5 separate regions of the Mus musculus genome follow, and all the other regions are linked to region 2. The links are chromatin contacts, called in public promoter capture Hi-C maps. All regions are on one chromosome and are shown on one strand. Each heading gives the region's core, a stretch centred on a gene start, on an enhancer-like site or on the middle of the called end of the contact. The rest is flanking DNA. Distances are from core to core; before and after follow the strand shown. Region 1 holds the start of Rpl3 (ribosomal protein L3). Region 2 holds the start of Foxred2 (FAD-dependent oxidoreductase domain containing 2). Region 3 holds the start of Tab1 (TGF-beta activated kinase 1/MAP3K7 binding protein 1). Region 4 holds the start of Rps19bp1 (ribosomal protein S19 binding protein 1). Region 5 holds the start of Pycrl (pyrroline-5-carboxylate reductase-like).

Region 1 (2,700 bases), core at 197-2,696, 2.1 Mb after region 2:
CTCCACTTACTTTGCAAGGCTGCTAACAGGCACCATGCCAGGTGGTGACTATCACCACTGAAGTAGCAAAATGCCATGTGCTATCTAGACTGTCTCAAAGAGGAGCTTTATCACTAGTCTGGTTTCATGTCCAGAATACACTTGTTAAATGTGTCTACCTTTTCAGAGTACCTAGGGTTGATAACAGGCACTGGCATGGAAACAACCAACTACCCCAACAGGACTCTGCACAGGAATCTGTGTTAAATTTCGCTAGGCCAAAACACTTCTAGGCTCCCTTAGTGTGGGCACTACCACACTAAGTCAGGCTTTGTTCTAGACTTACCACAAAGCACCCCAGGATGAAGCTATTGTGCTCCTTTGGGAATTTACTGTAACTACAGGCAAAATTACACACAGCCCAAGTTGGACAAGGAAGTACTGTACATACTAGATCCTGGCCTGTCAACTTCCCGGACGATGTGGGTCATGCCAGCCTTGTAACCCAGAAAGGCTGTGAGGTGAACGGGCTTGGAAGCGTCATCCTTAGGGAAGCTCTTCACTTTCCCACGATGCCGGCTGCTGCGCTTGCGAGGCAGGAAGCCCAAGGACCCATGCCTGGGAGCTGAGAATTTCCTGTGAGACTGAGGTAAAGGGAGAGATCACAACATTGCTCTCAGTCTTCCAATCAAGCCCAAAGGAGGGTTCCACATTTAAAGGAATTGTATCAGAGGACAGACTGCAATAAGACTTCAGCTTAATGCTTTTAGTTTCCATGCCTTTCAAACACAAAACAGCTTAGTTATACTAAAACCTCGATGGGTGAACTTTCAAGAGTATCCCATGTGACTAAATGGCAACATGGCGTATCAAGATGGAGTCTAATGCAAGTCGGCCTCAAACACTCCCTCCTAAAGCCAAATCAGAACTTGACATTCAGCACAGAGTTTCTGTCCGCCCGTCAAAAGGTTCATCATTTGTGGCTTCTGAGAACTCTAGAGATGCACCTTCCACTCTTATAACATTCCAAAATGGAGACCCGACCCGATTTGCCAAATTTCTCCACTTAACCAATGCATTCCTAAAGACCTGGGCCATCCCTACCAGACTGACCACTACCCTCGAATTAAGCACAAAACAGCCCATTCCATAAGTCCCTTAGGATTACGCTGATATCAAATGGGTCGCACACAGGCCCAGGCCGGTCCCACACACATCCTCCGTAAGGCCGTTAAGGTCCCTGAATTTCCGGACGGTCGCGGCCCTCACATCGATCCCCTATTACATCCTTTCAGGATTGGCGAGCCAGGGATGGCGCCGATGGGAGGTGAATACAAGCCAGGCCCACAGGAGACCAAGTTAGAAGGCAGCATGGCCATACGTACCATCTCGCCGCCACACGCCGCAGATAGAGAGCGACCAGGAGCCAGTGCAGGCTATATAAAGCCAAGTGATGGCTCCGCCCCCTGAGCGTGCGAACGTGTTGACGCATAGGCGTCGGGTCGAAGGGCGCGCATCGAATGTCATTTTACACACATTTTTCCCGCCCACTAGGATTGACAAATAGGGTCTACGGAGAATGATTGGGTTCAAGCTTAGCGAAACGCCTCGTCGACGCTGAGGTTTAGAATGTAAAGAACTACGGCGTTCTGCAGCAGCCAAATTTCATGATAATGAAGAAAAATGGAGGCATTGTGCTTCCTCTCACTTCTAGAACGGAATCACACAGGGCTAGTCCCACACAGCAACGAAAACAACGGCGTTGAAGCAGGCTTAGTGTGAGACAACTGACTGCGTTGTTCTCGTGAGCTCTTAAGATAGACTGAATGAAACTGCTCTTTTACCTAACCAGTGATTTTGATGTGATCACCAACATTGCTCTCAGTCTTCCAATCAAGCCATGCCTTTAATGCGCCATGATTTCGGGCACATCTCCCTCAAGTCCTGTCTCTGCCAATTCAGTCTCCAGATGTCATGTCCCGTTCATATTTTGTTCTTAATTTCAGATTTACAAATGTGTGAGGTTCCCCCCCCCCCGTGTGTACGAATGTGCGCCACGGGCGTGCGTGACATTTTCAGAAGTCAAACCGGGCTGGAGAGATGGCTCAGCAGTTAAGAACACCAACTGCACTTCCAGAGGTCCTGAGTTAAATTCCCAGTGACCACATGGTGGCTCATAGCCACCTGTACTGGGATTCGATGCCCTCTTCTGATGTGTCTGGAGACAGCGACAGTGTACTCATATACATAAAATAAAAATAAATCTTTAAAAAAAAATAAGGGCTTGAGAGATAGCTCAATGGTTAAGAGCACTGACTGTTCTTCCAGATATTCTGAGTTCAATTCCCAGCAACGATATTGTGGCCTATAACCATCTGTAATGGGATCAGGTGACCTCTATACTCATATATACACTAAATAAATAAATCTAAAAAAAAAAAAAAAAAAAGTCAAAATAGTGTCAGATCCCCCTGGACCGTTGTTAATGCTGTGAACTAGACCTGGGTCCCGTGGGATGACAAGTTTTCTTAACTTCTGAACCATCTCTCCAGATCAAGATTCTTAATGAATTTATTTTTCGAACAGCAACATAGGTTTATTAAAATTTAAAAAATAATTTCTGAAAGTGGAGGAGCGCCACTTAAGAATATCTTAAATAAGCTCTTTTTAATTTTATATTTATGAGTGCTTTCCTCATTTATGCACGTGCACCACATATGT
Region 2 (2,700 bases), core at 141-2,640:
CCTGCATGGGTTGCTGGCTATAAGCTAAGCTCACAGGCAGTATTCAACACCACAGGACCATGGCGAAGGCAATAGAGCCTGGCAAATCCTGTACGATAAATTGCTAGATTTCCCCAAACATACTCAGCCACAGCTTTGTAAGGACGCACCTTAAAAAAGTTTTGCTTGGCACTGAACCCCATTGGGAGCAAGAAGTAGCCCCTTTCTCATTCTCTCCAATCTCGAGGCCAATTCGGCTGTGTCCTGAGGCTCCTTACCTGCACTGGTAAACCTGGCCCTTCTGGTCCGTCAGAATGAAGTAATGGCCGTTCCAGGCTTGTGGATCCTTGTCCAGGGTCACATGGGTGATGTTTGTGTTGTATAACACATGGAGCCCCAGGCGCCGCGCGAAGTCACCCAGGTAGCGCACCATGTCGCTGGCGTCGGGGAAGTAAGCCTGCGAGTAGTGTCTGAAGAGCAGGTGTGGGTCGTCGCTGAGCAGCGAGTTCCAGTCGTGGCGGAGGTTGAACTCGGCGTTGGCCTTGCCCGTGTGCCGCTTGTTGATGCTGATGAGCTTGCGGTGGCGCGGGTAGCGAGTGAAGAAGCTGCCAGGTGCGGACTCGCGTTCGAATACCTCGTAGTCCCTGCCGGCTCGATGCAGGAAGGCGGCCATCTGCAGGCCCGCAGGACCGGCGCCCAGGACGCAGTAGTCCCGGTGCGGACGGGAACACACTGCCAGGTGCAAGGCTAGGGCCACCAGCAGCCCCGAGGGACCCATCCTGCAGCACAGTAGAGGAGAGGCCTCGCACCTCGTGGCTGGCAGCTGGTGACAGCCGGCTTTCCCGAGGAACGAGAAACCAGGCGCTTGAGCCTCCCAGGGATCTGGAGCGGGGCTAGTACTGAACCCCGGGACCTAGGGGCTCATCTATCCCGTCTCCATCTCTTTCAGGTAGGATCAAGGGCCCACAGGAATTCTGAATCCCCAGCTCATCTCCATAGTCCACTTTCCTAGGGTGTCAGACTCCCTTATTGTCATGGTAATTTCCACCCCAAAGGAGAGGCAGTTTCCCCAATTTCCACTCATTTTGGATGTGCCCTGCATTTTGGGAGGAGGTCTTCCCAGGTGGACCCTTCAGAGGTTCTGGTTGGTCTACCCACCTTTCACCCTGGGGGTGGGGGTACGGGACCCTGAAGGAGGTGTGGCTTCTAAGGCCCCGCCCCAGCCCCCCGGATCACGTGAGGATGCCCCAGCACACCTGCCGCGGTCTCCGCTATCCCGCACTGCTTCTGGCGCGTGCGCGGTCCCCAGGCTGAGCTTCCGACCCGCACGCTGCCGCCACCGGTAGCCCAGCGATGCTCCCACGACAGGCTGCAGTGGAGGGAAGCTACGGCTGACTCGCGCCACAGCGGCCACGCCCCTCCCCACTCCGGGCCAATAGCAGGGGGCGGGTCACGTGTGCCACGCGCAGCACGCCGGGACTGGTGGGGCGGCCGGGGCGCGAGTGGCGCACACGTGCTGTGAGCGCTGTTTCTGAGGGTAGAGGTGCCTTGGGGAACAGCAGGTCCATGATGGGACGCCTGGCCCTTCCTTTTGATTTGTACTAATCCTTGTGCCAGAAGATGAGAGATTTTTGGAGAAAACCTTGCCATTTATATCCCTTTATTACTGTAGAAGACTGAACCTAATTGGCCAGTCAATTTTGTGGGACTGAGGAGAGGCCAAGACAGATGAACCAATTATTGTCTTAGAGTCTTGATCGTTCAGTTGTACGAAGGGTGGCCAAGGGAAGCGATTCCCAGCACTTTGTAACTGACTCGTCAATACAAAGTGACAAGGTTTGCATAAAACAAAGATAAAGCTAAGTGGGTTTTGAGACAGCATAGTGGCTCACTCTTGTATGTCCAGCAATCGTGAGACTGAGACAAGAGGACTGTGTGAAATCCTGCTTCAAACTCCCCAACCCAGAGGCTCAAACTGCAATTCTGTGTAGGAAGGAGGATTTGAATATTCAGGCTAGCTCCCTAGACCAAGTTACTCACCTGGCTAATTAGAATACTGTGTGCCTTTTGGAGGAAAGGATAGCGACCTTCACAAGGCGATGCAGAAGCTGAGGGTTCTTAGGAAAAACATCTGGGAAGGACTTTACCAGCTTTGCGTGACTGTAGCTGCTTCCCATTAAAAAGGAGCCTTGCTCCTGGAAGCCTAATCGGAACCCCGCCCACTTGCAGCTTCCCTCATTTGCCCTTAGAAATTTACGTTTATGATTTTCCTGGTGAAAGAAAGCACACCCGGAATGCTGGTGTTTTCTTTAGAGCCTGCACTAAAGAAATCCGCCCTGGGGGCAGACATAAACTTTAGTTTATTGTCATTGTGGAGACCTCAGCCCACAGGTTTAGTTTGGAGCTATCCTGGGTAGACAAGGTATCTCACCGAAAATAAAGCCGAGCATTTCATAGATACTGTGGAGAGGATGGGCAGGCACCAAAAGGAACTAGAAAGTTGGTCTGCCTTTGGTGATGGAAATGGAATGATCAGGAGCCCCACGCCTGGCTAAGGTGCAGGATTCCCAGCCATTGATCTACAGCCCACAGCGCAGGGCTACAGGAGCTTCTTGTAGGTGGATTGGACCAAGGGATCTGGATTCTGGGCCACTCCTGAAGCCCAAGACATTTGTCACACTATTTTATGTTGTTTGCACTCTACATTAAAATCTCAGTCAG
Region 3 (2,700 bases), core at 186-2,685, 2.2 Mb after region 2:
TAGCCCCCCTACTGACTTGACAACGTCTCATCTCAGAACCACACCAAACTCAGCATGCTAACGTGGAACTCACACCTTTCTCTTGCTCCATAAACCTACCTGAGCCTGCAAAAAAAAATCTGCAGGGATCTTTGACACACTTCTTCCCATCAGCACTGTCTTTTTATTGTTGTTGTTTTCTCGAGACAGGGTTTCTCTGTGTTGCCCTGGCTGTCCTGGAATTCACTCTGTAGACCAGGCTAGCCCCGAACTCAGAAATTCGCCTGCCTCTGACTCCTAAGTGCTGGGATTAAAGGCATGTGCCACCACACTGGCCCATCAGCACTGTCTTAGGCCATTTCCTGTTGCTTTAATAAAATGCTTGATACTGGGGGGCTGGAGAGATGGCTCATCGGCTAAGAGCACTGACTGCTCTTCCAGAAGTCCCGAGTTCAAATCCCAACAGCCACATGGTGCCTCACAACCGTTTCTAATGGGACCTATGGGATCTGGTGTGTGAAGACAGTTATAGTGTACTCATACATAAATACACAAATCTTTTAAAAAAATTGATACTGGATTATTTATTCATTTAATGAAACAGGGTGTCATATAGTAGTCCATGCTGGTATCAAACTTCTGGTCCTCCTGTCTCTTCTTGTTGTTGTTTTTGTTTTTTTTTTTCAAGACAGGGTTTCTCTGTATAGCCCTGGCTGTCCTGGAACTCACTCTGTAGACCAGAAATCCGCCTGCCTCTGCCTCCCAAGTGCTGGGATTAAAGGCGTGTGTCACCACGCTCGGCTCCTCCTGTCTCTTCTTAAGGGATGGGATTACAGGACTCAAATTTATAATCCCCCTGCCTCAGTCTCCTAAACTCTGGGATTACAGTTGTGACTCTCCAAATCGAGCTTCCGCACCGTGCTTCTAGAACAAACAGACTCTTCCTTTGGGCACTGGCCAGTCACGCCAAGTGGCCTGCAATTACATTGCCAGCTAACACTACACTCCCATGTTACCGTCCATAAATTTAACTTCTGAGAATTTACAACTACTCGGAATTGCAGTCTTCTCCAAATCTAACTTCAGCTAGTTTGGCATTGGGGTGGCCTCCATTATAAGATCAGGCAGTCAGTCACCCACTACTCTTGTAAACTGAATCATTCGTTCTCTCTTGCTCCCTCCTCGCTAAGCCGCTTTAAATAGGATCTCAGGATCTCCATCGGGGTGAAAAAAAAATCCGGGAGAAAGCACACCCATAAAGACCCCAGGAAACAAGAAAGTCGAAGAAAGTAGGCTGATGGGGTTGGGGGTGGGGTGGGGGCAAGAGCCGCGCTTGCTCAAGGCGCCTCTGCTGCGCCTCCTCCGCTCCGCCGGGGGCGCTGTGGATAAGCTCCGCGGCAGCCCGAGCCGCTCTAGCCCCTCATCCCGCCACTCCGAGAGCCTGGCGCGCCGCGGGGTCCTCCAAGATGGCGGCGCAGAGGAGGAGCCTGCTCCAGAGTGTGAGGAAACCGACCCGCTCTCCGGGCTGGGAGGGTTGGGAGCTCGGGTGTGTCCTCGGGTGCAGGAACTGTTGTCTTTAGATGGCAGAGCATGGCCCTCTCGCCCCAGAGGCCTTTGGGGGCTTGCAGCGCGCGAGACCCACAGCCGGCTGGCGCCGCGCCTGTTCTGCGCGTGCGCGTCGCAGGCTGGGGCCTCTAGGGGGTCAAGGGCGCCGGGGTCCTGCGGAGTGGGAGCGTCCTCGAGCCGGAAGGGGACGTGGCGCCGCCGAGCGGGCCATCCGGAGCGTGGACACGACTAATAATAAATAGCCCCCCGCTTGTGTAAGGCGTGCTGTATCTCTGGCATTGTGTGGACCGCCTCGCGTTTATAAGCTTCGCCAGCAGCACCGGAGAATAGTTAGCGACTAAAAGTTTTTACAGACGAGGAAACCGAGGTCAGGCAGCTGGTGAGCGGCAGAGGCAGAGGCAGGATTAAAATAGTCTGGTTCCAGAAACACCCCTAAGGTTTAGGCTCCTCAAGTGAGGGCGTAGGGTTTTACTTCTGCCTCCCAGTTCACCGGGTCCCGTTGAAGGTTGGCTCCAGGCACCCCGACCTGGTCATCTGGACCTCCACGGTTTGATGTAGTCTACCCGTCCCTGCATCTTTCTCACATATGTGCAGTTACACATGTATGTATGTTAGCTCAGAGTACTGTTTGGATCTGCCAGGACAGGGCGGGGATCCCTTGGCCTTCCTTACCGTGGCACTCTGTAGGAGTTGCCTCTGGATGTCTGCTTCCTTGAAGACCAGCGCCTCTTAGCATGTTGACTTCACCACCCTACCACCCTTGCATGCTAGGTGCTTGGTCAGTGTCTGTCACAGAATGAGGAAATTGGTCAGGAACTAGGTCTTGGCTTTTCAAGGGTGGGGGGAAGTAGCTTGCCTGGCCTAGAGGATCTGAAGCCAGAGGGAGACGTGGGGGAAGAGAGAGATGGCTTTCCCTTCACTATTGTGTGCCTGCTCGGGCCTTTTGTAAAACCCTGGGAGTAAAGAGGTCTGGCTCTCTGTTTTGTAAGGTCCCAGAGGGCAAGGCCCTTGTATAAATGTCCCCATTGTAGAAAGCGTCTGGGGAACACTGATATGATTGTGACCTTGAGAGAAAGAGGGGCTGGGAAAAAAATAGTGACTGATGCCGACTGAGTTGGCTTGCTAACAAGAGAAAGGTCGACTGGGTCAAGTATC
Region 4 (2,700 bases), core at 159-2,658, 2.3 Mb after region 2:
AGTGGGGGAGAGATCTGCTCATCTCACAGGGCTGCCGTGAGGGTCAAACGAGTTAGTTAGTTTAGAAGGGTAAACTGTTGACTGAGTGCTTCATTTCATAAATGTGTGTGTGTTGCGTGCCTTAGTGTATGTATGTGCACCCCAAGTGAGCGTCTGTGGAATCAGAAGAGGGTATCTAATCCCCAGACCTGGAGTTACAGTGGGCTGTGAGCAGCTTTGTGGGCTTCTGGGGGGCTCCAGGTCCTCTGGAAGAGCAAGCAGCAAGTGCTCTTAACCAGTGAGCCAGCCCTCTATCCCTGATGGGTCCTCCATCTTGCCTCTTGCTCATCTTACCCGTTAGCCTTCTTCCAAATTCTCAAGCCTTTCTGGCTAAAACCTTCTCAGATGCCTTAACGTTGCTTCCACCTTGGCTTGTTAGTTTGATTCTTCCTCGGAGCACTGCAGAGCCTTTCACCTCACAAGCCTCACTCACTTGGCAAAACCCTGCTTGTTAGTTTTGAGACTCTCTGATGGCTGGTCTACAGAGTAAGCGTGTGGCGCACGCCTTTAATCCTAGCACTTGGGAGGCAGAGGCAGGTAGATTTCTGAGTTCGAGGCCAGCCTGGTCTACAGAGTAAGTTCCAGGACAGCCAGGGCTATACTGAGAAACTCTGTATCAAAAAGCCAAATAAATAAATAAATAAATAATTAAGAGAGACTCTCTGATGTTTCTCTCCCCACCACGGCTAGAGCTCACAAGCGCCTGGGTCTTGCGTTTCATCTGCCTTCACGATTAGGTCTTGCCCTGAACTCACCACGGAAAGACACAGAACTTCTGATTCTCCTGCCTCCACCTCTCAAGTGCAGGGATGACAGATGTGTGTCACCACTCCCAGGCTTTTCCCTCTTTCTCTCATCCTGTTAACTGCCACATAGCAGACAGCGGCAGACCTGGGAATTAGATTGCTTGGGTTCGAAACCTGTCCCCCACGATTTGAACATTCATTTTGCCTTTTCCTTGTGGAGTCTCGGGGAACGTTTGGAACTCCCGACTCGAAGGCGCTGCCCCCAATTCTAAGAAGCGCTCACAGTCTTTCTCAACTCACCTAGAGCGGACTTAGGCGCCTTTCCCTTCGCTGAGTTCCGCAGTTTCAGAGCCTGGGAGGCCTTGGCCCGCGCCCTCCGGGTCCGCTTCGCCGGAGTCCCGCTAGCCTGGACCTGGCCCGGGACCGCACGGGGAGCTACGGGGAAAGGCAGCGAAGGACCGAGTTGAAGGGCGCGCTCTCCCTCCCCACCCGCCCGGCTGGCTCTCCTACACAGCGCGACTGTCGCAGGACCTGCTCTCCTCACCCTCGGACGCCGCCAGAAGCTCCAAACCGCGCCGCACTAACGCCGCCGACATGTTTCCGAGCCCCGCCCACACGCGGCGAGCTACTTCCGCCCTGGCGGTGTTCGCTCCTCGGCAGAAACTGGAGCAGGAGCTCAGGGTTCCGCAGCGAGCGGAAGTGCTGCCTTAGAACGCAGGCTCAATGGCTTTCCTATAGCCCCGGAGGAGCGGGGAGCTAGGGGCGTGTCCAAAGCGCAGAAGCCACAGTTGTTCAATTTCTAAGCAACAGGTCTCTGGTGATCCAGGCTGTGTGGGCGGGCAGACTCGACTTCTAGCCTTACTGGTCAATTCTGTCCAGGGGCCAAGTGTGGAATAGACTGAGTTCCTGCAAAAGAAGTGATTCTTTCTACTTTCTTTTTAGACAAGGATACATCTAGCCTAGGCTGTCCTTGAACTCGATTGTAGCTGAGGATGACTTTGAACTCCTGATCCTTCTCTCTCTGCCGCCCAAGGGCCGGATTTACAGACCTAAGCCACTTTGCCGGGCTTAGACAGTTTTCATGACCTTCAAAGCATTACACCGGTCCCGTGCACTGTGAGAATCTGTGTGAGAATCAGTAAAGCCAAGGAGGTTAGGTGTCGTACTTTGTAGTCCCAATACTTGGGAGATTGAACAGAGATTGTTGCTCTGAGTTCCAGGCTAACTTGGGCTACATAGCAAGACTCTGTCTCAAACAAACAAACAAACAAACAAACAAACAAACCAAACCAAAACTAACAAAAGGAAAAAACCAAACAAAAGACCAAAAAAAAAAAAAAACCCCAACAAAGAAATAGATTTGCAAACATGCAAAATAAAGTGCTTTGTTTTGAAAAATACAGCTATTTGCTGCAAAATACTGTTTATGTTATTAAGCAATGAGTTGGTTGTCAGGCGAAACAGTAAATACTGCTGGGCACAGTGATACCAGAACACTTAGAATACCAGCACCTGGGAAGCCGAGGCAGGAGAGTGGCAAGTTTCAGGTCAGTTTATATCACATAGCTACACTCCAAATTCTAGACCAGTCTGGGTTACAGATTAATAAGAAGAGCTAGGATGTATTAATAGCTTGGCGGTAGAATGCTTGGATTTAATCCCTAGTATTGAAAAAAAAAAGGTCAGTTTTTAGTCTGATAGATCAATAAATATTACAATCAATATTACACATAGATGTAAATATTCTATCGATAAATATTACACATAAATGTTCTCTGGTTACATGAGTTCCCCCCCCCCCCTCTCAAGACAGGGTTTCTCTGTGCAGCCCTGACTGTCCTGGAACTCACTCTGTAGACCAGGCTGGCTTTGAACTCAGAAATCAGCCTGCCTCTGCCTCCCAAGTGCTGGGATT
Region 5 (2,700 bases), core at 200-2,699, 2.0 Mb before region 2:
GGGTAGAAAGCCTGGGCCAGACAGAAGTGCATGCTAAAACCTTCCCCAGGGAGCTAATGATGTCAGTGACAGTGTGTGTAGCAGCAAGAGGCAGGTGAACTGCCAGGTTCGACGTGTAAACTGCTAAGGCTTGTAGGAAGCCCTCCTCCCATGATCATGGGCCTCTGGACTTTGAAATACAACTGAAAGCAGAGAGCCAAAGGTCACCAACTTCCTCTACCCGCAATCTGTTCATAAAGTTTTCTAAATACTGTACAGCCGTGCTGGGCCAGTAAAACATCAGTTATATACACCAGCAGTCCTCAGCCCGGAAGAGTTTGCCTCTCTCCCCACCATACCCCTCAAGCTCCAGGTAGCAGACATTTGGAACTGGTGGAGAAACGTCAGTCTTCAAATTCAAGGTATTGTTGCCATAAAGAAATGACAAACCAGCGATAGCAGGCACTCTTCAGAGCACAGGGCCAATCCTCTTCCTCCCGAGTGTCCTCACAGCTGCCCACCTCTGAGAGTGGGGGCTGAGGAATGGGTAGCCTTTGGTTAAGCCAGAGGCTGAGGAGGAAGAGGCCAGGACGTCAGACATTTAACTTGGCATTAAGTCGGTTCAATCTAAGGCACGATTTGAGCCACATATGGAACTAGAAACTCGCAGCCACATTAAGGAGATAAAAAGTTAAAAGCGAGTCAGCGAGTGGCTCACACTTTTAATTCCAACACTCTGGGAGGCAGAAAAAGGTGGATCCCTGAGTTCAGGATCAGCCTGGTCTACCTGGGAGTTCCAGGCCAAATGAACCCTGTCTCGAAAAGAAAAGAAAAGAAAAGAAAAGAAAAGAAAAGAAAAGAAAAGAAAAGAAAAGAAAAGAAAAGAAAAGAAGAGAAGAGAAGAGAAGAGAAGAAGAGAAAAGAAAAGAAACAAGCAAACTCCACTACAAAGAAGTCACACGTGAAGTCAATCGTAATATTCTTTAATGCAATACATTTAAAGGAATATTCACCAATACAATCAATGTTAAATAAATGAACTGGTTTTTTTTGGTTTTTTTCCCCCACACCTCGCCTAACATGCCCACTCACCGGCCTGGGAAGGGACTGCGGACTCATCCAGCGATCCTGGAGGCCTTAATAGAGTCCTGATGTATGATTCTCACCCAGGAAACCAGCGAATTCACCCTACTGGCCCTTGGTGTACCACGTGCGCCCCTCCCGCCAAGGCTTACGAACTCCTCCCATTAGAACGAAAGCTCCCCCAGCCAGGCCTCGCCTCCCACCTGCTTGGATGAGGCCTCGGGCAATGGCCTCCGCCATGCGGCCTGCACCCACGAAGCCCACACGCCGAGGTTCAGACATTGTCGCCGCCATCCTGCTCTGAGCTGGCCTTCTCTCGTCCTTGCGGCAGCGGGTCCCGCCCACTAGAACTGCTTTGACCGACAGAAGCGACTGGGCGGGTTTGGGAGGACAGAGGGGCGGGGCGGGGCGGGGCGGGGCGGGCGCAGACACTTGGATTTTGACGCTTGAGGCGGGATTTCCCCCAAGCTTTGGTAAACCATTGGTCAGTGATTTTGCTGAGGGGAAAGAAGAGAAAGGAAGGGGAGCTAGTCCTAAGCAGGCTGTCTAATTCCTCCTGAGAAGCCTGAAGCTAGCTAGAGTCTCTCCAAAACCCTTACAGAGAGATTTAGAGGGGGAGAAAAACAAAAAAAACAAAAACCAAAAAACGCTTGAACCACTCCAGGATGGGCCTGGGGTGTAAGGTAGGTACTCCAAGCTCTTGCCTAGCTTGGGTGCCTTGGGTTCAGTCCTCGGAGTGGGTTCTGGTTCTCTACATTAAAAGCAGCACTAACCATCAGTCACTAATACACAGCACTTATTTTTTAATTTAAAAAAAACTTTTGAGTGCTTTAGTGTCTCACCAAAATAGTTATCTGTATTGAATTCCACATATAGTGACATTTAGTCACTTAGCTGGCTATATGTATAGTCATTTAGCTAAAGTGAGAGCAGAGGAAAGAAAAAGCAAGCAAATCAAGAAGCCCAAAACAGAAAAAAAGGCAGGTTTTCATGAGCAATCAGAAGCCTGGCTGTGGTGGCACACACCTTTGGTCTCAGTCCCAGGCAGGTGGAGCTCAAGTTTGAGGCCAGCCTGGTCTACAAAGCAAATTCCAGAACAGTCAAGGCCACAGAGAGAATCCCTGTCTAACTAACTAACTAACTAACTAACTAAATAAATAAATAAATAAAATGATCAGGATCCCAGCCTTCGTCTCATCCAAATTACCAATTCAAACAACCACCAGCATACAGGTGGTTTGTTGCTGTCTTGTTTTGAATGTGCATAATTAGGCAAACTAGAACACAGCACTTAGAAGGGCAGTGCATGCTGTCTTTGGACTGTGAGGTCCCACAGTAAAGATGGTCATCTCCTGCTTGCCACAATTGGGATGTGATGGCCAGTCCTTCCCTCTCTCTCACTGTGCGAGGTGAAGAGTTATAATTTCCTAATCTTTCCCCAGACCCCACCTGAAGCCTACAAGCACTAAGTCTGCCTGACATTAGATGGACACCTGTAAAACCAGGAGCTAAAAACTACAGCTAAATAAGGCTTTTCCTTCTTAGACATTAACTGTCTCAGGTAGCAACAGGGAACCTGCAGAATCCTCAATATGGAGACAAAAATCCATTCTATGGGGTGAGGGACATGAGTGTAAA

What was found. Promoter capture Hi-C pulls out the DNA fragments that hold promoters and counts their contacts. Capture Hi-C pulls out chosen DNA fragments and counts their contacts.
Region 1: a promoter capture Hi-C map of liver shows a contact between it and region 2, with 7 times the contacts expected there. The contact joins the promoter of Rpl3 here to the promoter of Foxred2 in region 2. A contact is called at or near these places in 3 of 39 promoter capture datasets (erythroid cells and liver).
Region 3: a contact with region 2 is called in a promoter capture Hi-C map of liver, with 6 times the contacts expected there. The contact joins the promoter of Tab1 here to the promoter of Foxred2 in region 2. A contact is called at or near these places in 2 of 39 promoter capture datasets (both in liver).
Region 4: a contact with region 2 is called in a promoter capture Hi-C map of liver, with 9 times the contacts expected there. The contact joins the promoter of Rps19bp1 here to the promoter of Foxred2 in region 2. A contact is called at or near these places in 2 of 39 promoter capture datasets (both in liver).
Region 5: a promoter capture Hi-C map of liver shows a contact between it and region 2, with 2.4 times the contacts expected there. The contact joins the promoter of Pycrl here to the promoter of Foxred2 in region 2. A contact is called at or near these places in 1 of 39 promoter capture datasets (the C10 cell line) and 1 of 9 other capture datasets (liver).

Annotation. Positions count from the first base shown.
Region 1 is chr15:80,081,960-80,084,659 of GRCm38.p6, forward strand. It overlaps Rpl3 (ribosomal protein L3), which reads right to left and starts at 1,447. Exons shown (of 10, transcript NM_013762.2): 1 at 1,365-1,447; 2 at 431-623. The coding sequence starts at 1,367. It overlaps Snord43 (small nucleolar RNA, C/D box 43), which reads right to left and starts at 947; the gene lies at 900-947.
Region 2 is chr15:77,955,332-77,958,031 of GRCm38.p6, forward strand. Foxred2 (FAD-dependent oxidoreductase domain containing 2) reads right to left here and starts at 1,391. Exons shown (of 9, transcript NM_001017983.2): 1 at 1,236-1,391; 2 at 258-758. The coding sequence starts at 757.
Region 3 is chr15:80,131,711-80,134,410 of GRCm38.p6, forward strand. Tab1 (TGF-beta activated kinase 1/MAP3K7 binding protein 1) reads left to right here and starts at 1,436. Exons shown (of 11, transcript NM_025609.3): 1 at 1,436-1,478. The coding sequence starts at 1,446. All of the region lies in intron 1 of Gm31253 (a long non-coding RNA gene), which reads right to left.
Region 4 is chr15:80,262,898-80,265,597 of GRCm38.p6, forward strand. It overlaps Rps19bp1 (ribosomal protein S19 binding protein 1), which reads right to left and starts at 1,409. Exons shown (of 4, transcript NM_175109.3): 1 at 1,330-1,409; 2 at 1,086-1,220. The coding sequence starts at 1,381.
Region 5 is chr15:75,920,111-75,922,810 of GRCm38.p6, forward strand. It overlaps Pycrl (pyrroline-5-carboxylate reductase-like), which reads right to left and starts at 1,450. Exons shown (of 6, transcript NM_025412.2): 1 at 1,266-1,450. The coding sequence starts at 1,356.